2 separate regions of the Mus musculus genome follow, and region 1 is linked to region 2. A link is a contact called in public Hi-C data. All regions are on one chromosome and are shown on one strand. Each heading gives the region's core, a stretch centred on a gene start, on an enhancer-like site or on the middle of the called end of the contact. The rest is flanking DNA. Distances are from core to core; before and after follow the strand shown. Region 1 holds the start of Kcnj3 (potassium inwardly-rectifying channel, subfamily J, member 3). Region 2 has its middle 120 kb from the start of Kcnj3.

Region 1 (5,992 bases), core at 3,368-5,867, 120 kb after region 2:
AATAACTTCTGTATTCTTTTTTTAGGAGAGTGAGAAAAGGAATATCATTCTATTTCTCAGAATTGCATATAGCATTTCAAAAAGTGACCTCTTCCCAGATGTAGCCAAACCTCTGTTGGCAATGGGAGCACGTAGCCTTTTGAAGGATGAAAGCTTTAGGTCTCCGGCTTGCCACTCCTTCATTTTCCTTTTGGAAAAATGAGAAGAAAATCACCTACAAATAATATCGGCCACTTTTTTTATTCAAGAAATTAATAATTCTAGCAAGCCAGCAAGCCGGCAAGCCTTCCCACAGTCACGTGGTGCATCACAGTCACAGTCCATGAATGAGGAGGCCCACTCCAGGTACACTGGGGTGCTCAAAGACTTGCTTTTGTCACAGTTGGCCGATTAAGTCATTTTTAGAATTTGGTCTTCTCAGGGGCAGAGGTTTTATCTTTTATATTAGGTATGTACTTTTCCTCACACTGTTCAGTTACATAATAGGATAACTGCATGTTCAAAGTCATGCTTTTTTAGTATAAAATACAAAATCACATCCTTCATTTTTGAAGTACCAGTTATTCATGATATTACTTATTTTGGACACAGCAAATAAGACATTGCCAAAAGTACTCTCTAGGCAGAATAAATATGTAGCCTGGCCTTATCTGAGCCTGTTGTTAAATATAGCTTTGTTCTCTTTCCCTCTGAACTCCAGGTTAGTTTGCTTGTGATCTACCACCTTATCTTCAAACAGAAGACTCCAAATGTTTATGCCTTCTGCAATTTTTTTCCCCTGACTTTTATGTCAGTTGTGCCCTGGTATGTAATTCTGTGCCTTTGCCACATTTTGACCCAGTCCATGCATAAGGTTTGCCCTCAGTTTATCCAATACCATCGGATTCAGTGGCCTTCTGTCATCTGTTCTCCACACAATCGCCTGGCCTCAGCACTGTGTGGCTGGCTGCCCTCCAGATCCTCATCCTGGAAGCAGCTGTCCTCACAAGGAGAGAGGAGCTTGGTTCATCTGTAAATATTTTCAAGGAGCGGGACTCAATGTCACAAAGAGGTCAAGGCTTCAGTCATGTGGGAAGAGTGACATGATAGCATATGAGAAACGATTAAACTTAGCAGGCAGTACTGTGCCTCTAAAGTGACAGAGACCTAAAGCGAACCAGTGTATATTAGAAGCCTTGCCTTACTGTCTTTCTAGCTAGGCTCTCCAAATTCAACCTTAAGATACTCGTGATGTTGCCTGGAGCATTTCAGTGAGCTCTTTGTAAAGCTTGGTTCTTCAGACCTCTCTTAAGTACTTTACATATACAAGGTTAGGATGTACCCCTGAAGTAAAGAGAGTATCAAATATTAGCAGATACAGGCTCAGGGAGTTTGCCTTCTATTTAGACAATTTTGGTGAATTCTAGTCTCCACACAGACTGGAATATTAAACATGTCATGATGAAGTCGGAAGAAATGGGCACCAAAGGAAAGGATGGATTATTGTCACTGGGAGGATTCAGTGTTATGCAAGAAGTGGGTGTTGACATGAAATGTGGATGAGTTCTTTTACCCTCTTGTATGCTAGTGTCTGAGATGTACATTTCTTAGGAAGAACACAATGTAATGAAAAATGAGGTGTGTTATTTGAAGGTGAGTTAATATGGAGCATCATTGCTAGCAGTCAGAGCTGACTAGAGAAGAGCTCATTCTGAATGAAACGTAGAAAAGAGTTTGATAGGCTATGTGAGACCATTTTGGATGTCTATCAAAGTTCACATCAATGAGAAACATGCCCTGTGGAGAAGAGGGTCCCAAGGTCTAGGTTAGGAGTAATAAACTACTCTTCTAACACTGCTGGAAGAAGATGGATGGACCACAAAGGCTCTGAGGACACACTACTTGAATTCAAATTTCAGCCTCTAGTTTTCTGTGTGTGCCGTTACGTTACATGAATCATTTACTCTCTGTACCCACAGTGTGCTCATGTGTAAAAAGAGGATTAAAGTTGACCAAGTCTTCTTAAACTTTCAACTTGGACACTCAGCATGCAAAGTATATAAACAAATCAAATGTTATTAATAATAAAAGATGACTTTATTTTAAAATAACTCTTTTGTTTATGTAACTGTTTACTACTTGTAAAAGACAAAAACAAATGTATAAACCTGTGCGATTTTTTGAGTTTATTTATAGGAAAAGAAGTATATCATGGATGACTATTTGACATCACAGCATGTGAAGCAAATTCAAGATTTTTCAGTTGAACGATATTTTGACTTAATAATTGTTACTACTAGAGTGACACTTTGCCTGTACTACATGCAGTACAAATGGCAGAAGTAAAAAAGCTTCATGCTATTTCAGAAATGGTTGAAAACTCTGCTCTACTCCCAGGCAAAAATTCATAAAACAATTGTCAAAAGATTCATTAACTCAGATAAAAACTTAAAGTCAATCATTCTGAAACAATGCAATTAAATCAATTTGAGTTTAGTACTCACCAAGGAATGGTGGTAGGAAGATATGAAAATACTTTGTTTTTTGTTATTAAACCATCATGATTCTATAAGAGCCTCACTATTTATACATGGATGGCCTGGAGCTTGCCTCAAACTCACAGAGATCTGATTGCCTCTGTCTACTGGATGATGGGATTAAAAATCATACTCCACCATGTTTGGCTGACTAGGGTCCTAAAGAAAGGTTAGTCATGTCCTTTTAAATAAAGTACAGGTATTATTTCAAACATATTGGGTAAAGATCCAAAAGACTGATAGAACATAAATTCTTAATGTAACAAGAAATATTCTCTTTTAAGCATCAATGTTCTTTCGTATTCTTTCAAGTAAGGGATGCCAGTTAGTGCAGGTTACATTCTGAGTATAGATTTAGTGAATTGTTGGGGAGCTGCTAACGGTTTAGACTGACATATGTAATAATCCAAGAAATATGGTTTGCCAAGCATGAGACCAGTACAATTCTAGGAAGGAGAGACAAAGAAAGGCAAAAAGGACAGGACTTTCACCCTTGTAGAGCCTGTTTTATCAGATTGCCAACAGAGGGAGAAGAACATTGACAGAAAGAAAACAGCATCAAGAAAACTTGCTCATGAGCAAGGAACCTGACTGATGAGACAAAGAGGGTCTGAGATACTAAGGAAGGCTTTTCTATGGAGAACACACTTAAACAGGGAGGCAATAAGACCCATGGGAAGGACAAGAATATTACAGGGTGAGAAAGAAGACCCTGGAGTAGCCCAGGGATCAGCTTAGGTCTGCAAGTGTTTTAGCAATCGAAACAGCAGCCTGCCAAGGACAGAGTGGAGGAGAAACAGAAATAAGATAAGGAGTTGTGGTAGGTCACATCATGGCAACGACTTAAATAACTCACTCATGGTCTCCTCTTTGCACTGCTAAAACTTGGCAGCCCAGTATATCCTTTGGAGGAGAAATGATTAAATAGTAAAATAAATAATAAAAATAGCATTACTTTTCTTTTATTCCTTTGTTTCTCTATCATCACCGGGAAAATATAAAACTCTCATTTTCATTTATTTATTTTTTTGGAGGGGGAAATTCAGGCTCCACGGTTTTTCTCTTGCTCAAGGTCACCCAGCTTGTAAATGATATAGCTGTATTCAAAAGGGCCTTAGGATTCCAGGGCCAGAGAGTCCCTGTTTTGTCTAACCTCCAGAGAATACATTGCTGTCCTCTTTGCAGAGACCCCATAGGAGAAGCTGTAATTGGAGCTAAACGTTTTGCAAGTCCTCTGCTTTTGAGTGCATGAATGTTTGTCTTAGGGCAGAGGAGCAGTGAGTGTCTACCAGGGAGAAATGGTCTAGTGATTGTGTGCTTTTTTTGTTTCCAGTTCTTATAGTCAACCTTTGTTTTTATAGCAAGAGTTGATGACTTACTACCAACTTTGCATATCTGGACTGTATGGAACATGGCATAAGACTCCATGACATTTTAAAACGAGCATGAAATGTGGTAAATAAGCTGGCATTTACTCAAGGGCTCTATATCAGCTGTTTTTGCACTTTGCCCCCTCCATTAAGTTAACTGCCAGGCTGGGGCCATTAAAATGTGGCACTTTTCCCTCAATTATTGCCACACACTAACTGTAGTTATTCTAAGCCCCCCTCATAGAATCATTTTCAGAAAGGGTTTGGTGTTTCCGTTCAGTGTAGCCTTTCTTGATTGTCAGGTCCCTCTGGTTTGGTAATTTTGGGTTCTGAATATGCCTATCTGAAAGTCGAATCTCTGTTGATGATGCATTCCCAAATCCTAGTATTCTATTCGCTTAAAAGAAAGTCCTAGAAATAGAGACATATTGTACTCCCCGCAGAAAGCAGCATTTGTTGCTTTCTGGGGGCTTTCTGATTGATGCGGGATGGGAGGGGGGAAGAGTTGGCTGCCTTTTGGGAGCAGATTTAAAGCTGCTTCTCATTGGAGGGGCTCACATTCTCTAAGCTGCCAGACACTGCAGGCTCAACCCAGGCGCGGAGGTGCAATTCAGGCTGGTTGAGCAGCGGGGGAAGGCAAGGACAGGCGGGGCTAGTGTGGTTCTGCAGCTGATCACACGCACCAGCACACACACACCTCATTCTGGTTGCCTCCGCTTGAGCCTTGCATCCTCCATCCATCCGGGACAAGCAAAGGGCGGACATGGAATAGGAGATCGAAGGAAGGAAGACTCAAATGTTTCTATTGAGAGGCATGGGAAAAGCTGGAGCAAAAGCCGGTGTTTAACCTGAAAGTCTGACCTCCGTTCAGCAGTCGCACTGTCGCCTGGAAAGAGGGCATCGCACGCTAAGGAACCCGGGAGTCAGGCGTCCGAGTCAGTCTCTGCTTGGAGCATCAGGGGTTTCTGGCAGAGGCTGTGTAGTGTCCCCAGGGAGGCACGGAGCCTGACACACCTGCATTGGTTCTCATCTTGGAACACCAAGAAAAGTAGAAAGGGGTCAGGCACCCTAAGCGCAGGGTGCTTGGCCAGACTGCCTGTGCTGCTTGCAGAGCCTCCGCCTGTTCTCTGTCACTGGGTGAGTGCCCAGGCTTCCAGAGCTCCCTGGAGCGCAGGGGTAGCTTGACGTCCGCTCACCCCCTCCGGAGAGTCCACCCAAAGGCCCAGGTGGAGCGCGTGAAAACTCGGCCGCCGGCGCACCTCAGGAGTACAGGTCTCTAGAGTCCCGGGAGGGGGATTCTGAACCAGCAGAGAGTGGGTAGGGGGCGTTGCACCGCTGCCCAGGAGACATGCCTCTGGGCGGGATTTTGGCTAAAAGATAGGAGGCGGGAGTGACAAGGGACCTAGGGACACTCCTGGGGGGCGGGTGATTAGGGTGCAGCTGGGAGGGGGGAGGGTCTGGACCAGGCAGGTGGAGCAGTTTAGAAGCTTGGGGAGTTAGCAGGTGGGGTGGGACTTGTTTGTCAAACTCATTAATTTTCAGCAACCAGTTCATGGGTGCTGCAGGACAGTCGAGGGTGGGGTGCCGTGGAAAGGTAAGAGGTGGCCCGGGATGGTGATGGTGGGGGGAAAAAGAGAAGCCTCAAAGAGCTCAGAGGCAAATTTTCACTTGGGTTCTTGCCCCTTGCATTCCCCTTGCCTTGAGTGTGGGAGAACACTTCTGTTTTAGCCCTGCTCCTGGAAAGAAAGCCTCTGTCCCAGGGGAGGAGAGGCATCCGGACGGGGCAAAGACTGCTGCTACCTGCAGGGTGCTCCCCACCCCCACCCCCAACCCAGGCGCCTGCTTTCGTCCCCTCCCCTCCTGCTTTCATCCCCTGCCCCCACCTCCTTATTGGTGCTGGTTTGCAGCGCTTGGCTCCTGCGCCTCCGCTTCGTGTTTGAATCTGGCTCGCCCCTCCGTATTATGTCTGCACTCCGAAGGAAATTTGGGGACGATTACCAGGTAGTGACCACTTCGTCGAGCGGTTCGGGCTTACAGCCTCAGGGGCCAGGACAGGGCCCGCAGCAGCAGCTGGTGCCCAAGAAGAAACGGCAGCGGTTCGTGGAC
Region 2 (6,145 bases), core at 3,411-5,910:
ATAAAAGTTGTGTTATAGCATAGTGAATAGGATGTAGAAATTATGTCTCAAAATACATTATTTTAAAGCATTTTGATACTTAGCTACAGGATTTAATGCTGGATGTAGATACTGTGCAACTGTGGTAACAAATTCATGGAAGCTAAGTAAATTCATATTAACATTGTTTCACATTTGGAATGAATTATGTTCATAACTTAAATTATTCTTTTATATACTCCACTAGCAGTTTGCATAAATGCTTCTACAGTTGAATGTATTGACACTGTTTGGATTTTCAAGAATCCTAAGTGGTGGTTAGAGGATTCTGCACCATTCTGTGTGTGTGTGTGTGTGTGTGTGTGTGTGTGTGTGTGTGTGTGTGTGTGTGTACTTGTGTGTGTGTACTTAAAGACAACTTTGGGTGTTGTTCCTTACGTTTACTTTGTTTGAGATATCATCTCATCTTTGTTGCTGAGTGGCCTAGACTAGCTGCCCTATAAGATTCAGGAATCTCCCGTCTCTACCTCTTATCTTGCTGTAGAGTAATGAAATTAGGTTGTTTATACAACAAACATTTACCCACTGAGCCATCTCTCAAGACTCAACTACTATAAATTTATATTATTCAAGCTAAGTGTAAAATATAGCTTCAAGAACAACCAAAATGCTAAAATACATAAAAGTTTTGTATTAGTTTTATAATTTTTATTAATTATTTTCATGAAGATCTGAACATACATTTCTAGAATTCATTAATGAAAATTACAAATTGCAGTTGTGGAAAGTATGGGTTTGGTGCATGTAAACTTTTTGAGATTCAGGAAATATCATTAGTGTTTTCCTATGTGCTGGAAATATACAGATAGTGAAAAGATATTTTAAATTTTTATTGTTTCAAAATTCATTTTATCCAGACATTTAAAAAGCTAGTTGTCTACTTTTAGCTTGGGATGTTAATTTAGTTTCCAATTACAGTCATTCTTCAATGAAATTATATTAAAATTTTTCTTTGGTCATAAATTTTCAAGTTTTTCTGATTGCCAAGTGATGCAGTTCATATTCATTACAAAGGAGACAGTTCAGCAACATAGAATGGTTTTGCAAATGCATGCATATTTATACATCTCTACAAATTTTATACTGCTTTAACTTCTCACTTGAAAGAAATGGATAATTCAATTAAATGATACCTAACATCTGTTTTTATATAATTTTGCTTCAAAAAATAACTTATCTATAGCTCATGAGTGTCCATCACTTGAATGAAGTTCTCCAACTGCTCCCTATTCCAATGACTGTCCACAAATCGCATACATCCTTTCAGGCTCTATGTCATTGTTCTTACTTGCCTATTTTCTCAGTGTTTGAAAACAGACCATATATATTTTTCTATAGCAGGCTATATATAATACACTAATTTAATAGGTATATGATCATTTTTCACACATTATAATCATATCTAAGCTGCCTTCCCTAATCTCATTTTAATCTCCTCCAACCTCTTTGTCACAAAGCAGCCACAGAGATCCTTTAAAGCCTAGAAAAGGTTCACATTTTTTTTCTCACTTACATTTAATTGGGGAGGGGTGGGGAGGGGAGAATCACCTCTGTCAAGTATCAGGTAGCTATACTTACAAGTACACGTGTTTGGGTCTTCTATTTATTTATTTGATCTACACGTTTGTTTTGTGCTAGTAGCATAATTTGTGCCATCTATATAATCTATCTTGAAATCTACATTAACAATTTCTCCAGTATTCTTTTTGTTCCGTATTGCATTGTTTATCAGGGCTATTTTCTGGATCCATATGAACTTTATGATAGTTTTTTTTTTCTATTTCTGTGTGTTATATTGTGCATATTTTGGTTTGGATTGTATTTAATCTGTAAAGTACATTTAATAGAGTGGTTATTTCATATTAATTCTGACGGTTCTTGAATACAGGATATTTTTCTATTTTCTAGTGTCTTTCCTCAATCTATTACATTAGAGATTTGAGGTTTTCAATTTAGAGGTCTTTTACTTCCTTAATTTGGTTCTTTCCACGGTATATTATTGTCTTTGCAGCTATTGTAAATGAGAGTATGCAAAAGAATGATCTTTTCCTAAATGTTTGTTCTTCGTATGCAGAAAAGCTACAGAGTTGTGCAAGATGATTTTGTACCCTCTCACTTTCTGAAAATTTTTGTGGTTTTTAGAAATTGTCTGGTAGAATTTTTGAGATTTCTTGTGTATAATATTACATAATTTGCAAATAAGGATAGTCAGACTTCTTATCTTAACTCTGTTCCTTTAATTTTATTCTCTTGCCTTATAAGTCTACTATTGCCTTATTGGTCTATTTCTGGAATTCGATTGAATATTAATACTGATAGTGGACAGCCCTGTCTTCATCTTGATTTTAGTGTTATTACTTTAAGTTTTCTCCATTTAGAATAATGTTGGCTGTGAACTTGCCATATCTAGCATTTATTATACTGAGGTATGTTCTCTTTAGTCCTACTATGTTTAACATTGGTCATGAAATTTTTGTCAATAGACTTTCTGTATCTATCAAATCACCGTGTAATTTTGTTATTAAATTCATTTCTAGAATTCATAATATTAATTCACTTCCATGTGTTAAACCAAGCCTGCATTTTAGGGACAAAGCCAACTAGATCATCATGAATGTTTTTCAAATTATGTGTTTGAAATAATTTCTTCAGTCTGCTAATTATTTATTTAGGAAATTTGTATCTATGTTCATCATAGATATAGGTCTGAAGATTTAGTGGTTTGTGTGTTGTATGTGTGTGTGCTTGTGTGTGCGTGTACCTGATTTTGAGTCGAAATCATGACTGATATTAGAAACCTAGACTATTTTCTAGGGTTAATGCTATGACATAGATCTTAAAAAACAAAAAAACAAACAAAAAAAACCCAAAAAAACAAAAAGGGCAACTACCACCACTTTATTAGACCAGCACAAATCCTAACTGTATTTTAAGTCTTAGCATTATACCCTCAAATAAGTGCAATTATCACTACCCATAAAACAAACATCTTTCTGTCACAGGAAATTATAACTGGCCATAATGCAGATATCAGAGGATCTTAGCTAATCCAATAGATAGACCCCCACCACAGTTCTTTCCTTGCTCAAAAACCATTCTAGAATAGAATGAGGAATAACTGCAAAGAACCAGAGTACCAGAAACACTTATTTTTAGATTGTATCTCCTAGAAATGACTGTACAAACAAGACTTGAACAAAGAGCAATATCAATAAATATGTTAAAGCAAAAGGAGAGAACTATTACAAGGTCCCATCCCTAGACACAGAACTATAGGCAACTAATGAGACTGCTGAGAGAGAGAATTAATCTATTTCTGAAATGATCTCTTTAACTAATAACCCAATAAAAAGTTAAATTGTCAGGCCTGATACTATATACACACAAACAACAATAACAGACTCAATTGAACATATTTATGTATTTGTGCATATGTATGTACATACATATACATGTTTAAGAATAATAACTTTTAAAAACAGCTATAAATTTTAGATATGGGTATAGGATGGGTTGGAAGGAAGGAAAATGGTAGGAACTAATGGGAAGATTAGGAAAAAAAGTTATATAGTTATACTTTACATATAAATGTAAATAAAATTAAAGCTGTTCTTTCTCTTAATTAAAAAAGATAATGTTATAACTTCAGAATCTGTCATCAAATAATTCCTCAATTGTTTTGTCCTCAAATTAAACATATTTTCTCCTTATCATATCTGTATAAAAACTACTACTGGCACTTTTATATTTGGAACCTATTTTATTGAATAAAGTTTTAAAAATTGTAAGAAATTTACTACAAAAGAATAGTATAGTTAGTATACTATTTTGCCATTTAAAGTGTACACTGAAATATATGTCACATAGAACATGGATAAATAGGTTCACTATTTGTCTTCACTTGTAGTAACCTAAAGAGTTTTTCAAGATCTTATTGTCTATTACTTGAGGAAGTAGTAGCACCTCGTATTCATTTCTACCCCTACCATTTTTATCTCTGTGTTCAAATTAATTTTCTTTGAAATTTAGAATCTATCCTGGAATTTATTATTTAGACATGTTTGAGGAGAAAAAGCCAAAATCTTCCAAATTTTCTTTAGTTGAGTGTTTTTTAACATAAATAATTTCCAACCAATATCCTTAATACCAAAAAGTAGTAATAATCTCCGATTAAGAAAAAAAAATGATTCTCAAGATAAAATAATTAAAACTTGAGCTCTGACTCTATAGTTATTCTGGATTGAGTCAAACTGCCAATATTTTATGTTTCAATGATTTTAATTGAAACTATAAACAATAATATTTAAGCTGAACTATACTATTTAAACTGCTTATCTATTTGTAGTTATTCATTGGAAATTATTTTCTGGAATTTTGTTTATAATGTAATCATTAGTCTCTCTCTCTCTCTTTCTCTCTCTCTTTTTCTTGTATTCTCAGAATTCGGCCAGCATCTGAATCATCTGTAATATTTGATAAGTCCTTTGGTTGCTGTCCCAAATCTCCCTGTCCCTTACCCCATCAACACATTTCCTGATTGGACATATTATGGTAAGGACTATGAATTTGATGAAATTATATTTTTAGTAAGTTCTCTGAAGATTATGGTGCCGATCCAGGTTGATTCACAAGCCCATGCTGATAATGCCTAAAGCAGAATTTCACTATCTAAAAGAGGGAGCAAATGGTGCCTAATTCACCTCCTTGATTTTTATCATTAATTATAAAGTTACTGATCTCCCCCTCTGGTTGATAAACAACTTAATTTTAGTTTTAGTTTTAATGTTATGCTTTGGCCTTTTGATATTTAAAACATTTTATAGATAATTCTGAACACAGGTATTAAAGCTAGAAAATCTTCTCATCAAACTAACTAGAATTTCATACATTACTACACAGAATTACAGCATATATAGAAAGATATTTGTGTTTTCAAATTGCTTCATTATAACTTAGGCAGTTACCAGATACAGACAGCTATGTTTTCAAACTTAATACTGACATATAGCATGGCAATACTAAACAGAGCCTTCTACCTCTGATGTGTGACACAAAGTCCATATATAAACTGTGGATGAACATAGCATGAAATTTTCTAATCAACATGACAATCTGGAGCCATAGGAGATGACCGAATACAGCACTCTCGTGGTGCACCTGAGGTCTGCTTTCGTCTTTACACTTGGCTCAAGTCACACACCAGCTGTCACACTATCAAGCCTTTTCAAAGTTATTTCTTATTCTACATCCTTTAATTTTATGCTTAAGGTGAGGGGTCCTGTGAAATATGAAAACTATTTCTTAATGATTTGGTCTTCTCTGTACAACTTCAAGGTTACAGCTGAAATAATGTGTATGTAAAATGTATATTTATATATAAATTGACATAGTTATAGATTTTTACATTTCATATATATATGGATATATATGCACGTACTATCTTTATATATGTATATGTGCATATATATTGATAACTAAAGGTGGGATAATTTTTTTTCCTTTTATTTCCTTCTAAAATTCCCTGGGTCAGATGGTTGACCTGGATCACATGATAGGCATCCCAGCATCATAAGCAGATGTGAAACTTTTCTCTATTTTTTAATTTTCCATAGAACATATAATAATATAATATTATATTATAATAGAAATATAACAGATTTTTTTTCTATTTTTTTAGTGCTTCCATGGTAGAGAATTCTTTTCCTTGGACATTCTTTGGAAATCCCTTTTCATGTCTCTCTTTTCCTTTTCTGCAGTGAACAGAAAACTATATATATAAAAAAAAACTTTTATTTTTCTAGCTTGGTTATAAAAAAAGAAGCTTTTCTAAACCTAATGTGTTAACTAAATGTGGCAGTTGGAGTTGATAATTATAAGGTGACAGCACCAGAGGTTGGGATTCTCAAATTCTTTTTATCATATAGTGGAATTTTCAAGGTTTTATGTCGTGAGCTGTAATTATAGCTCTTGGAAACTTTATTATTTAACCTTGGAAAATACATTGCTTTTATTTGCTAATAAATGACTGACTTTGTGGCTCTAAGGTTGATTTCATTCTTCTGTTTGAACATATTTTATTTCTCAACTCCAGTAGGAAGCTGAAAAC

The links. A called contact is a pair of places that touch in the nucleus more often than the background predicts.
Region 1: a Hi-C map of cerebellar granule neurons shows a contact between it and region 2, with 4 times the contacts expected there. The contact joins the promoter of Kcnj3 here to the enhancer-like site in region 2. A contact is called at or near these places in 3 of 39 promoter capture datasets (embryonic stem cells and hippocampal neurons), 11 of 484 Hi-C or Micro-C datasets (the HL-1 cell line, brain, cerebellar granule neurons and 4 more) and 4 of 115 datasets of contacts at active chromatin or transcription factors (PVALB interneurons, embryonic stem cells, epiblast stem cells and 1 more).

Annotation. Positions count from the first base shown.
Region 1 is chr2:55,431,353-55,437,344 of GRCm38.p6, forward strand. Kcnj3 (potassium inwardly-rectifying channel, subfamily J, member 3) reads left to right here and starts at 4,618. Exons shown (of 5, transcript NM_001355118.1): 1 at 4,618-5,158; 2 at 5,429-5,480; 3 at 5,794-5,992. The coding sequence starts at 5,849.
Region 2 is chr2:55,310,636-55,316,780 of GRCm38.p6, forward strand. No RefSeq gene overlaps it. Among named protein-coding and RNA genes, the nearest start is that of Kcnj3, 120 kb to the right of the region's middle. Within about 2 kb of position 4,661, at least 2 of the 459 cell types and tissues checked have an H3K27ac peak or open chromatin away from gene starts, as enhancers often do. A contact at or near this core is called in cerebellar granule neurons and cerebellum, where this site is marked.